Regions from separate parts of the Mus musculus genome. Here regions 2, 3 and 4 are each linked to region 1. Evidence: chromatin contacts called from public HiChIP or PLAC-seq and promoter capture Hi-C data. All regions are on one chromosome and are shown on one strand. Each heading gives the region's core, a stretch centred on a gene start, on an enhancer-like site or on the middle of the called end of the contact. The rest is flanking DNA. Distances are from core to core; before and after follow the strand shown. Region 1 holds the start of Wapl (WAPL cohesin release factor). Region 2 overlaps Ccser2 (coiled-coil serine rich 2). Region 3 has its middle 100 kb from the start of Ccser2. Region 4 overlaps Ccser2 (coiled-coil serine rich 2).

What was found. Promoter capture Hi-C pulls out the DNA fragments that hold promoters and counts their contacts. HiChIP or PLAC-seq counts read pairs in DNA pulled down with a chosen protein or histone mark.
Region 2: an H3K4me3 HiChIP or PLAC-seq map of stem cell-derived neural progenitor cells shows a contact between it and region 1, with 12 times the contacts expected there. The contact joins the enhancer-like site here to the promoter of Wapl in region 1. A contact is called at or near these places in 7 of 39 promoter capture datasets (the 3T3-L1 cell line, the HPC-7 cell line, cranial neural crest and 4 more) and 1 of 115 datasets of contacts at active chromatin or transcription factors (stem cell-derived neural progenitor cells).
Region 3: a contact with region 1 is called in a promoter capture Hi-C map of pre-B cells. The contact joins the enhancer-like site here to the promoter of Wapl in region 1. A contact is called at or near these places in 6 of 39 promoter capture datasets (the 3T3-L1 cell line, cranial neural crest, hippocampal neurons and 3 more) and 3 of 115 datasets of contacts at active chromatin or transcription factors (embryonic forebrain, large pre-B cells and neural tube).
Region 4: an H3K27ac HiChIP or PLAC-seq map of embryonic stem cells shows a contact between it and region 1, with 9 times the contacts expected there. The contact joins the enhancer-like site here to the promoter of Wapl in region 1. A contact is called at or near these places in 7 of 39 promoter capture datasets (the 3T3-L1 cell line, the HPC-7 cell line, cranial neural crest and 3 more), 10 of 115 datasets of contacts at active chromatin or transcription factors (astrocytes, cardiomyocytes, differentiating embryonic stem cells and 4 more) and 1 of 9 other capture datasets (embryonic stem cells).

Annotation. Positions count from the first base shown.
Region 1 is chr14:34,672,464-34,675,687 of GRCm38.p6, reverse strand. Wapl (WAPL cohesin release factor) reads right to left here and starts at 1,760. Exons shown (of 19, transcript NM_001004436.4): 1 at 1,328-1,760. It overlaps 5830448L01Rik (RIKEN cDNA 5830448L01 gene), which reads left to right and starts at 1,020. Exons shown (of 1, transcript NR_165636.1): 1 at 1,020-2,717.
Region 2 is chr14:36,891,776-36,894,868 of GRCm38.p6, reverse strand. The region is part of intron 9 of Ccser2 (coiled-coil serine rich 2); the gene reads left to right. Among named protein-coding and RNA genes, the nearest start is that of Ccser2, 75 kb to the left of the region's middle. Within about 2 kb of position 1,703, at least 68 of the 459 cell types and tissues checked have an H3K27ac peak or open chromatin away from gene starts, as enhancers often do. A contact at or near this core is called in liver, stem cell-derived epiblast-like cells and stem cell-derived neural progenitor cells, where this site is marked.
Region 3 is chr14:36,867,502-36,870,734 of GRCm38.p6, reverse strand. No RefSeq gene overlaps it. Among named protein-coding and RNA genes, the nearest start is that of Ccser2, 100 kb to the left of the region's middle. Within about 2 kb of position 1,749, at least 39 of the 459 cell types and tissues checked have an H3K27ac peak or open chromatin away from gene starts, as enhancers often do. A contact at or near this core is called in pre-B cells, where this site is marked.
Region 4 is chr14:36,910,548-36,913,605 of GRCm38.p6, reverse strand. The region is part of intron 5 of Ccser2 (coiled-coil serine rich 2); the gene reads left to right. Among named protein-coding and RNA genes, the nearest start is that of Ccser2, 57 kb to the left of the region's middle. Within about 2 kb of position 1,730, at least 34 of the 459 cell types and tissues checked have an H3K27ac peak or open chromatin away from gene starts, as enhancers often do. A contact at or near this core is called in the HPC-7 cell line, cardiomyocytes, embryonic stem cells and 1 more, where this site is marked.

The sequences.
Region 1 (3,224 bases), core at 511-3,010:
CAAAACCAAGTGTAATTGGGCAGCTGCCAAAGGCAAGAAAAGTCATTTCTTTAAGCTGACTACAGACACGCAGACCTACACACATATATACATTCCAACAAAGTTGGAATGTTTTGGGCACACATACATGGCAATCATCTAAAAATGCTGACTAAAGCCAAAAAAAAAAAAAAATCTAGACTTGATCTTCTTTATGACATCTGAAAAACTCACCGTAAAAAACAGTAAAGCATTCACTGTGCAAGATTAAGATCTGCAAATGAATATATGATACTGAGCTAAGTAATAAGACAACTGTATTTTTAAAAGATCACGTCTCAGAAATATTCGCTGATGTATTAACATCATTAAATATTGATGAAATATCAGTGATTTTTTTAATATTAAGGAATGGGGAGCGTACTGATTAGAAAATATGGTTGAGTTATTATGTACAGAATCCAGGAGATATGAGTACAAGAGTTACGTGATTGCTTTTACTGTTTTCCATAACGTCCATTTTAAAAAGTCAGCAGACTACTGCGATGGCATTATCTAAGCTTAACATATGTACAAATTCAGCATATATATTTGGCATGACGTTTTACGCACATTTCAGACACACTATCTTGTTCTGGCTTCAAATTTCACCAACAGTCCTAACTAAAAAGGAAAAGAAGGTTCACAACTGATTGTTTTCGATTTGGGAGGCCTTCGCTTCATCCCAAAGCCCAGCTGACTTTTGATGGAAGTGCACTGCGATTTAAATTAGGGAAAGGGTATACAAAACAACCAACCAACCTCCTTACACTGAAGCTGTAAAGAAACCTAGCCACTTCCAGGAAAGACACCCAAGGTAATGCATTAGGGGGGCTTCAATAAAGAGAGGAGAGTGGAATGGGCAAACAGAAACCCTCACCTGAGGCTGCGAGTGCGCCCGGAGGCTGGAGCCGAGACACCCCTCGGGCTGGACACTCACGCAACTTTTCTCCTCCCAACCCCCACAGCCTAGGAAAGGGATGTCGCTTCGGACGCCCCGGAAGCTTCTGCTACCGAGTCCCCGAAGCAAGGCCTCTCGGTGACGGCTAGAGGCGGAGGAGACGACGGGGAAAAAGAATTCGGGACTCAAATCAACCGGACCGGGTTTGGAAAAGAGAAGTCAAATCAAGTAGCCGGAGAAGAACTCAAAAGGCAAAATTAAGAGGTGGGAAGGGAAAGAGTTTCTTGCGATCCTCCGGTGCCCAACTTCCTTAGAAGCCAGGTGAGCAACGAGCCTCGCGCCGCCCCTGCCGCCTCCACCCGCCCCAACTCACTCCGGGCCTAGGCAGCCGCCCGAGACCTCACTTACCCTCGGCGCCTGGCGGGTGCTTTGGCCTCGGGCCGCCTCCGCCTCTCCGGCTCCCAACGGCCCGCGGGCGGGCGCGGGAGCCCCGCGCGAGAGACCAGTGCCGACCGGTGCCACCGAGAGGGGCGAGGGGCTCTGCTGCCGTCACAGTCCGCGGCTCCGCTTCGGTAAATAGGAAGCTCGGGCGACAGGGGGGGTGGGGGGTGAGCGGCGGCCCCGCAACTTCCCTCCCCACCTCAGGCGCGCCGGCCGGACAGGGCCTAGGCCTCCCTGGCGGCCGCCGCCGGTGCCGAGCCCGCTACGTGCCCCCGCTGGGCCGCCGCCGCCTTCTGCGCCGCCGCCTCCGCCGGTGAATGGTCAGCGCTGGAGTTTGAACAGGGCCCTGAACCATCTCAACGCCATTTGCGCTCCCGGCCCCCCACCTCCTTCCTCCAACAGCCGCTCGCTCCGTCACTCCGCTTCCCACAGGCCCCGCGCGGCCGCCCGACTCCGCAGCCAATCGTACGGCCTCTTACTCAAACCGCCGCGCAGGCGCCGCGCCCCGCACGCGCCGGCTACCACCATTGGTCGGACCGCGTGGCCCGACGGGAGTTGTAGTTCTCTCTTCCGCAAGGTCCTGGTGTCTAAAGCCCGGTTCCGGAGCTGGCGAACGGTATAGGTTCTGGCTAAGGGCCTGCTGGACTTCACCGACTCCGGAGCCAGTCCCAGTTCCTAGCCACGCGACGAGACGCAGGTGCAGCGCGGGAAGGCTCGCGGCACAGTGCAGGCAGCTGTGTCAATCGTTTCCCCTCCAGGGACCCTCCGGTGTCTAGGGACAGAGACTTGTGCAGCTGCGCCGAGCCTGCTGGGCCACCGCCCGGACCTTGGAGGCGGGGAACTTGGGGCCGCCTTTGACCTGGTCTGACGGTGCGAGAGAGCCAACGCAGGTAAACGAGCAGCGAAACCTGGAGCAGTCGGGTGCTGGTCTCCTCGCAGCCGGGATCCGCTTCAGCCGGCCACTTCATCCTCTCTCTCCTTTCTTGTTCAGTCCCCACTACGGAGTTCTGTCCCCTACCTGTTAGCAATGACACCCCACACCCCCACCCCACCCCCGCTCCCCGAGTATTTTATGTTACTAAGGAATTATCGTCATCCTTATCGAACGTGCTTACGGTAATGTGGCTTTAAATTTAAAACACACACACACACACACACACACACTAAAGTGTTGATAGGTAAAATGATCCAATACGTTTATTTTGTTTTAGACTAAGCCTCTGGAAACTGGGAAAGAAGGGAATAAATTAACTGAGGATGTCCTTCGATGTTGGAGCTGTGGGATATGTACACATATGCTATCATACCAGTATTTATGTCTCAAATTGTTCATAATAAAGTTTTGGTTTGGGGGGGACGGATTGTTTGTTTTGGTTTGGGTTTTCAACTAACTAGTCCCGGACAAGAAGGTAGTGAATGATGGACGGAGTATTTTTAAGTTTTCTTCTGCAGAGACTTTTTTTCATGTCAGTGAATCACCTGGTTGAGAAACTTGGAGAGGTTTTATTTTAAACCTTCAATGAGAAAATAGCTTTCTAAAACAGTTTCCCTTAGGAGAAGTGAGTGGTCAGTCATTGGCCTTGCAGCTAATGGAGACTCATCTGAGAAATTAGAAAACTACTAATTGCTTTTAGTGAAAAGACAACCTCTTCTGCCAGATTTGCTTTTAAAGACTCCTCAAATTTCAAGCTCCCTCCACTGTAGTCAATGGATTTTTCCAACAAAGCTAAAAAGGAAAAATAAAAACTTCTGACTGAGAGGATAAGTTAATAGTAGAGTTTTTCTCCAGCATGCCCTTGGTTAGATGCCCTTGGCACTCCCTTCTGCCACCCTCTTAAAAATAAAAAACATGAGCACTTCCCAA
Region 2 (3,093 bases), core at 454-2,953, 2.2 Mb before region 1:
AGAAGTAAAGGTCGGGCTTGTAGCCAAGCACTGTCAAAAACTCAGACTTCAGCTTTCTCCATTACTTTTTTATATTATAGGCATCACCTGGCCACATTCCTTTGTTTTGGAGATAGGAATAAAAATCAAGGTATATAGTAAATAGCCCATTACATGTCTATAGCAAAAAAGTGGCTAGGACAATACTATAATTTAGCACCCCCAACCAGTGGTCCATAGTCCCGCATCCACAAAGCACATGGAAGAACCTTGCCAGAGGGGAGGTTTTGAAAATTAGAATGGGAGGATTGCACCATTCTTAACTACAGAACAGCTGGTAAAGGCAAGGTTGCTGGGGTGGGGTGGGGTGGGTGGGTGTGGCTACAGTAAGTGCACAGTTAAGCTGGAACACCCACGAGTCCTAAGGGAAAATAGAAAGTTAGTGTGAAAGCTCATGTGTGTACAGTCAGAAAGTCTAATCTAGGAATTACTGTACTTTCACTGGGGTTCATTCAGTGAATAAATAAATGCATGTTCATTACTTCAATAATAGTTACGTATCTAGTTAATAATAAGTTTACTGTGTGATCTTTTCCCCCTGTTTATTGGTCTTCCTTTGAAATACATAATTTTGGAAACAGTTACTATAATTATAGTGAGTTTCTTTTCACTCAAAAAGTATACCTTGCTCCAGATGTTCTTTTTTTTTATTTATTTATATGAGCACACTGTCACTATCTTCAGACACACCAAAAGAGGGCATCAGATCCCATTACAGATGGTTGTGAGCCACCGTGTGGTTGCTAGGAATTGAACTCAGGACCTCTGGAAGAGCAGTCAGTGCTCTTAACCGCTAAAAAGGTTAAGAGCACTCCAATCTCTTAGATGATCTTTTAAAAGTAGGAGTTCAGCGTATTTAGGCAAGGTTTAGGTGATACAAATGTGGGGGTGCAGTGTGGTTCTTGTTTGTAAACTTTAGGGTTTTTTTTTTTAAGGCAGAAATTTTAGAAATGAAAAGGCTATTTAAGTATCATTTTAGTGTGAGTTGGTTTTTTTTTTAATCTGCCTAGCCCTTTGAGAAGATTGCAGATAATAATCTCTCATCTTCACATTTTCTCATTACATCTTGAGACAGCTTAGTCATTCACTTGATGTACTTGTGAGAATTCTCTTGAGCATTATGTAAACATGAAGGAAGAAATCTTCCTGAAGTGAAGGATGGAAAGGGTTGATGGCTGAGAGGTTTACTGACTAGGGTTTGTCAGAAGCCATGTAGGAGAAGGAAGGAAATGTGAAAGGCAATAAGAGACAGATGACTGCCTGAGAAGATGGCTAAGGGTGTCGGCCGGGTGGCAGAAAAGCAAGCACTTTGAAGCCAACATGAATCTCCGCTCGAGATTTGAGTGAGTGGGCATGGTATCCCCTTATGGCTACAACACACAAGAAATACTAAACAAGGCAGTAGAGCCAAGGGAAAAGAAAAAGAGCATATACATACGTGTATGCATATTACTTTGTGCCAAGCTCTGTTCCACTGAGTATAGAAAAAGACAAGGCCCCAACTCACAGTAAAATTGCTTGTTTACTGTGACCAACAGTTTGTCTAGATGCTGGTAAATTCCCTGTACTCAAGGAAGCTTATGCTGAGAAGCACTTGCATGGCTCAGGAATGCTGTGGGAGGCTGCTGCTCTGAGAAACCAAAGGTCATCTTACTTTGTTTTTCTTTTTGTTTGAGACATGGTTTCACTCTTTAGCCCTGGCTGCCTGGAATTCCCTGTGAATACTAGGCTGGCCTTGAACCCAGCAGAGTCTCAAGTGCCTGTGTTTCCTGAGTGTGGAGATTAAATCACCAACAAGCCCAGTTGAAGGTTCATTTTAAATATATAAAGTTACAGATCTAGCTGTGGTTGGTGCAGTCCTGTTGACGCCAGCACTTGTAGGCTGATGTAACAGGATAGCCACAAGTCCAAAGCAAGTCTGTGCTTTATAGCGGACCTTGTTGCTTTTCTCAGAGGTAGTCTTTACTGATCTTGTACTAGCCCACTCTTAAGAACAGCATTATTTAACATTGAATTCCAATAATAATTAAACAAAAAGACAGCATGAATTTGAGAAGGAGTGGGGGCATATAGGAAAAGTTAGGAAAAGGGAAGTGATGTGATTATATTTCATTAGAAAATTATGAAATAAATTATTCGCATGAAAAAACATAGGACAAGAATGAAATTTTATTACCCTGTGTACTTCCAGTATTGTTTTAAAACTGTTTAAGCTTAATATTTAGATATAGGAAGTCAGTTTGCACATTAAATTCAAAATTATCCGGATGTATTCTAAGTTACCAGTCAGTCATTTGTTTGAGCACCTTAACGTAAATAATTACACAAATTAATCCTCAGTCTCCATCAGACAGCAAAGAAGGTCTAAAGAATCTGTGTCCTGTCACACAATCAGCTGCCCTGGGTTACTATTAAAACAAGTGTGGGAAGAATATGTAGACTGTCATGTCCTATGGAAAGGCTTGTGCCAGTTAAAACTGTTCACAGTTGTACCTAATTCTACTTCTCTCCACTGGTTTAATAATTGAGTATTGCATATGAGAGAGTTAAGGGAAAATGATCTGGCATATATTTCAAAATGTTCTGTTGGAGTAATTTCTAACATATAATAATCTTAATTCATAACCTTGCATATAGGAGAGACATATACAACATCAATTCAAGAGTGGAATAATATGTGTTGTCATTTTCCTGCTTGTGCAGTAGACTCATGATGTCAAGGTTTCCCAGTATATTTTTATAAAATCTGAAGCCTACCACCGATGCATCCCAAAAGGCATGGGTTTTTAAACATTAATATTTATAATTTTACTAGCAAGAAACTTATTTCCTTTTTCTTAGGCCTGGGAGATAGGATGACAGAGTAACTGAAACAACAGTATATCTCACAGATTTCTCTTTTGAGTAATCTCCCATGTGATTTTCTTTTGAGACCAATGGTTTCCTGATTTGGAACCTGGACAGGATATTGGTTAACATTTCTGTCCTGTACTATCCTGATTTTAAACTCAGATTTGCCTTGTTCCTCTTCACTGGGAGTTGCCATATTACAAC
Region 3 (3,233 bases), core at 500-2,999, 2.2 Mb before region 1:
TAGGCTGTCTTGCCCCCTATTGCTTCACAGTTTGCAGTCAGCAAGCCTGTAACTTTATAAAGGAAGCTCCAAGAAGTATTGTGCTACTGAGAGCTGGACTGACCATCTCTGCTTGGTATAAATAAAGAGCATAAAGATTAGGCTTTTCCTCCTTGGCTCAAAACCAGGCAGCAGAATCCAGTGGTCTGCCCTTCAAGTCATCCAAGCTTGGGGGGATGGCAGGCATTAGTGAACAAAGCCACGGAAGCCCGAGTCTTCAGCCAAAGGGAGTTGTGGAGCCAAGCAACCGTTACCCCCTCCTTTGGCCAGCTCTAGTGTCTAGCACCATTCAAGCGTTGTTTAGAAACCCACCCATGTGTGTACGCATTCTGTCCTTTCAGGCATGAAGGTGAAGCTAATATAGTGACAACCGGGACCTTATAGCAAACAGCCATCTAGCAACAGAACCCAGGAATCACTACTCAGAGTACATCTACATCCCTGGCACACCTATTTGGAAATGTGTGATAAGTAAGGACGTTTAACATGGAGAACCCAGAGAGGGACATGCCTAGCTTATATGTGCCAAGGGAACAAATGAGCCACGTTTGAAAAGGACAACTAATAGTTGAACTATCTCTGACACAGCACTGTCAACTTCGATAGTCTGGGTGAAACAAGGAGTGAATACATGAAGCTGTAGTCCTAGTTCTGATGTCAGGAAGACAGGCCCTTACCTGGGTCACCGCAGAAATGACTCACAATGCAATCCTATCACAGGAAGTTATAAACAGCTTTAATTCCATTAGTATTTCCTGTGTGGGCATATACAATGTGTTTGTCCATTCACCAATTGGAAGATATTTACTTATTTTTCATTTAGGGGTATTATGAATAGAGACCCCCAATAGCATCTGGGGTTAGACCTTCATATGGATGTATTTTTCTTTCTCTTGGGAATACACCTATGAATGGAAGTGCTGGGGTGTGAGATACATTTATGTTTACTCTCTCAAGAAGCTGCCAAGCTATTTTCAAGGGGCCCGCAGAATTCCATGTTATTACAGGCAGTGTTTGGTGGTCCTCTTCCCTGCTGTCTTTGCCAGCCTTTGTCACGGGGCTTTTCTAGTGTATCCAGGTCAGTGGCTGCGAATCAATGCCTAGTAGTGCTTTTGTATTTGCCTTTTCCTAAGACCTAATGGGTTATTTTTCTGTGTTGTCACTAGCTATTCATTTATGGGTGTTTGGTGGCAGGTCTAGCGACATCTTTGTGCTTTTTCTTATGGGCATTCTTTGTATTGCCGAAGTGTGAAGTTGCACTCTGTGTTCTAGATACAAGCTGCTTAATGGATATGGGTTTGGGAAGTTATTTTCTCTCAGATGGTTGCTTATCTTCACATCTTAGGGAGCACAGCACAGATGTTTACATCTTGATAAAGCCAAATGTAACATTCTTTAAATTTACTTCATTGTTCTTTTGGTGTCAAACCCGAATCCTTGCCAAACGCAAGATCTCAAAGATAATCTTCTGGGACATCTTGCAGCAGTTATGCTACTGAATTCCTGCACCGACCCCCGTGGTGCGAAACCCAGCTGGTTTTGGTACCAAGTATGCAGCAAAGGCTTGCATTCATCTGCGTGGGACATCAGTTTCCAGTTCTCAAAAGCACTAGTGTTGTCACCTTTCCTGAGAATCAACTGAGTGTAAAGAGAAGAATTTGTTTTCTACAGAGAGACATCCGCCCTAAGGTTCTCTGTGGGTTCTTGTGCCCGTGTGCACTGTTCATAACAGTAAGTCGTTATGAAAGAAGGAAGTACTCCCTCGTCAGTCAGTACTATTTAGGCCGTTCACCGTTACAGTTCTGTGTAAATTTAGGGATCATTGGTCAAGTTCTTCAAAAGCACACGATCTCAGTGGGGAGAGCAGAGGTCTTCTGGTGTTGGGTTGACCATCACCTTAACCGTCTGCCTCTCCCTGTCTACAAACACGCGCCGCTCCTTCAGTTATTTCTGTCTCATAATTGTCAGGATACCTTATGTTTATTTCCCAGTACATTATCCTTTTTATGCCATTGCACGTGAAGTTTTATTGCTGTTTTCTTTCTTGTAGATTTTGTTCAGCCCTTGTATAAAGAGAGGCAATTGATTGTTGTATATGGATCTCGGACTGGGGTTGTGCTGTTATCAGTTTCAATAGTGCTATTTGTGGGCCTCAAGAGCTGGTCTGTGTACAGGACCGTATCTGTAGGTAATAGTGGTGCCTTCTCTTCCTAGTGGCTACTGCCTTGTCACCTCGTTTAATCATGCATGATTGTACAAACTGTTTTTCTCCTGGGGGTGAGTCTGCTAAAGCTAGACACCTTGGGAGACCCACTGACTCACTGGGGCCACAGAGCTTTGCCTAGAAAAATGCCTGTTGTTTCTGAAAGCAGCTTTCTACTTTAGGGATGGGATAGGCAAAGCTCCAGCTTGCTTCCAGGGTGGTCACAGGGATCCAGGGTGACAGGATGAGGTGTCCAGACCACTTGTGGGACCCCATTTCTGGGAACCTTTACACATGGAATGTCTTGGGCCTATCTTCTTTTCCCAAACACATATTACAGCAGGAGCCAGCACTGGGCCCTAAACAGTGCCCAGAAACCCTTTAATAAAATTTCTCTATGTCTCATTTGTGAGGGAAACACTGGCACTCTTAGAAATTCAGCCAGAGCATTTGGGAGGCTCAGCTCTCGGACTTCCATGCTCTCTGTGGTTTATATAAATGCTCTTACAAAAGAGTTCAGGATCTGATATCTGGCTTAAAACACACACACACACACACACACACACACACACACACACACACACACACGAGAGACCATTAAGAGATGGAGAATGGGTATGGGTATTTGTTTTGGGGACTTGCTTTAGAAAAGAATTAAACTACTTTTAGTGGCAAGAATTAGCCTGAGGGAAATGGGATTTAAAGAAAGAATATTCTGTATAATTTTAATATCATTCTCCAGCTGTGAACTTCTTTTGGTGCAATATAAATTAAAGAGTGAAATTGAGAACGGAAAAAAAAAAAAAGACTGAGTTTCAAAGGCACCCTGGTCCTTGGGGACTGTAATTGTCATGGTACAAAGCTAGCAGTCCTGTGGGCACAGACTGCAAAGGAAAAAACCACTGGTATAGCTGTAGGTAGAGCTGAGTGAGTGGAGACCTGCTTACCCAGCAACTACTATTTGTGGAGAATGGTTTGCAGAGTTAAGCAT
Region 4 (3,058 bases), core at 481-2,980, 2.2 Mb before region 1:
CTACTTGTTTATTCCACCACTGCACTGACCTGCTCCTTCCTCTTCCTGTTGTCTGTCACATTAAGTCTTAACTGAATCTCATTCTTTCTTGTCATAAAAAGTTTGAAAAAGAAATACTCAAATAAATCAGCTTTCCCCTCTCCAGGATTTGTTGTTGCTATGGCCTGTTGCCCCTTTCTGTCCCTGCCCTCAGTGAATGAGAGTTCTTGGTGGTCCACACTCTTACCAGCGTTAGGTGTTGTGCTTTGGACATTGATTATTGGTGTGCAGTGGTGCCTTGTTTTAATCCACAGTTCTCAAAGATATACAATGCTGAACATTTTTTTCAGATGCTTATTTTCCATTTATATCTCGTCTTTGCTAAAGGTGCCCAGATCTTTGCCAAGTTTTTAAATTGAGTTATCCTTATATTGTTGAATTTTAATAGTTCTTTGTATATTTGAGATATTAGTCCTGAATCAGATACATGTATGGGAAATATTTTCTTCCAGTCTGTGAGTTATCTAATTTCTTAAATGGTGTTCTCACTTTTAAAGTTTGCTGATGACGTTTAGAAATAAGGTTTCAATTGACCTGTTTTCTTTATTGGACTGCATGGCTATGTGTGTGCATACATGTGTGTACTGCGTCTGAAAATGCATCTGCAAGCCAAGAGACGCCAGGTTTGCTTTCCTGGTACATAGGAAGTTTATACTTGTGCATTTTATTTCCAGGTCTGTTGTTAATTTTTGAGGTTACTTCTTTTCGTGTAGATATCTGTTGCTTGGTTAAAAGGCCATGCAATATTAAATTGCCTTCATTGCTTTTTCAAAGAGGAGGCGAATGTGTTTGTGTATCCATTTTTAGAATGCTGCCTTCTTGTATTGTTTTTGTGTGTTGGGTCTCTAAATTCCATCCTATCTTTATTATTAGTTTCAGATAGAAAGTCCCTAAGGGGGTGAGTGTCAGTTTTGGCTGATCTTTTTCTAACTCGTCAAATCAATTCAGTGATTCTACAAGATACCAATCCTAGAGTCTTGATTAGGATTGTGCCAGATATAGCATTTAAAGAATTAAATAATCACCATAAAGCATGTCTATTCAACTTCTACATGAAAGTTTTTAATGGTTAGAAAAATGCTAAAGATTAATTTCGAAATAAAACTTGTGACTTAGAAAATAGAGAAGAGCGAGCCTCTCTTGCATCCCCAAGCTTGTGCTCACAGAGACTCTGCACTGCCAGTGTACGAGTGCGTCCTCATGTAGAGCCATTTGGAAGTGGGGAAGGATTAAGAAGCTAAGTTACAGATAGAGGGTGTAATTTGGGAAGATGCCTCTACAATTATAATTAATTAGTAATGCAATTGCTTTATTATTTAGGCTGGTGGGTTAATGTCAAGTGCTACTTCAAATTCCCCTTTCCTCCCCATCCTCTTCTTTCTTGTTTCCTTCTCCTTCTTTTCTTCCTCCTTTCTTTTCCTCCTTTTTCTCCTCCTCCTTTTTTCCCTTCTCCTTATTCCTCTTCCTCCTTTTAAAAAATCACGCAGTTTATGAGTTATAACAGCTTCTGAGTTAGTGCTGCTGGCATGAGCATGGGCAGGAAGCTGTCCATTAGAACTTACCCTCAGCCAGACCCCTAACCTCCCCCGCAGCCAGCAAATACAATAGCTCTTTAGCTAGGGGTGGAGCCTCATGAACTGTAATCCTGACGTGTTTGATTTTGTGCAGGTCGTGTGCAGCTAACCGTAGCTCCTGTGAAGTCATGAGTGCCAGTGCCATGCCATGTCCACAGGACAGACTTTCTCAGCACTCTTGTCCGTCCCCAGCTCTTGCATCCACCTCTCCTCCTTTCTGTAGGATTTCTGAGCCTTTGTGTGTCCCATTTAGGGCTGAGCACTCAGCAACCACTTATTCTCAACACTGTGGCCAGTTGGGAATCTCTACTCACAACTGCCTGCTACTCACTGCAGTAAGACGTTTCTCTGACCAAGGTTGAGAGCACCATTAAATTTATTGGTATTAATAGATACATAGACGATAGTGTGACACCTTGTACATTTGGCAAAACAATAGTAATAGTCCCATCCTATGACTTCTACAGCCATGGGCTTTTGACCAGATTTCTTATACCAGACATGAATTCTTTCCTGTGGAACAGGCCTTGATTCCAATTAGAAGACGGTTAGCCACTCTGTAACTGTCATGACTATTAATGGCCACCTCATTCTGACATGTCAGTATTTTGGGGTTAGCAGCGTATCTAGTCAGCAGAGAAGAAGTTTCAAGGTCAGTTCCAGCTTGATTTTTCTGTCCTGCAACCAGAGTGTGCTGTGTCTTCAGCAGTGGGACTTGACATCTAGTGTTAGTATGGACACAAAATGATGAGTAATATTCTGTATTGGTTTGAGAGCTTCTGCAGCTTCCCTGAATCACAGGGAAGTCTCATGCCTGTCTCTGAGATTTATATTTAATAACCCACTTCTTTTTAAGGAAGCATTTTAACTACCCACACAAGGCACCTCCATTTAAACACACACACAGGTACCTCCATTTAAACACAGACACAGACACACACACACAAGGCATCTCCATTTAAACACACACACACACACACACTACCCACACAAGGCACCTCCATTTAAACACACACACACACACAGGTACCTCCATTTAAACACAGACACAGACACAGACACACACACACAAGGCATCTCCATTTAAACACACACACACACACACACTACCCACACAAGGCACCTCTATTTAAACACACACACACACACACACACACACACACACACACACACACACAGGTACCTCCATTTAAACACACACACACACACACACACACACACAATGCACCTCCATTTAAACACACACACACACACACACACACAAGGCACCTCCATTTAAACACACACACACACACACACACACACACACCCTACCCACACAAGGCATCTCCATTTAAACACACACACACAAACACACACACAGGTACCTCCATTTAAACACAGACACACACACACAGACACACACACACACAAGGCACCTCCATTTAAACACACACACACACACT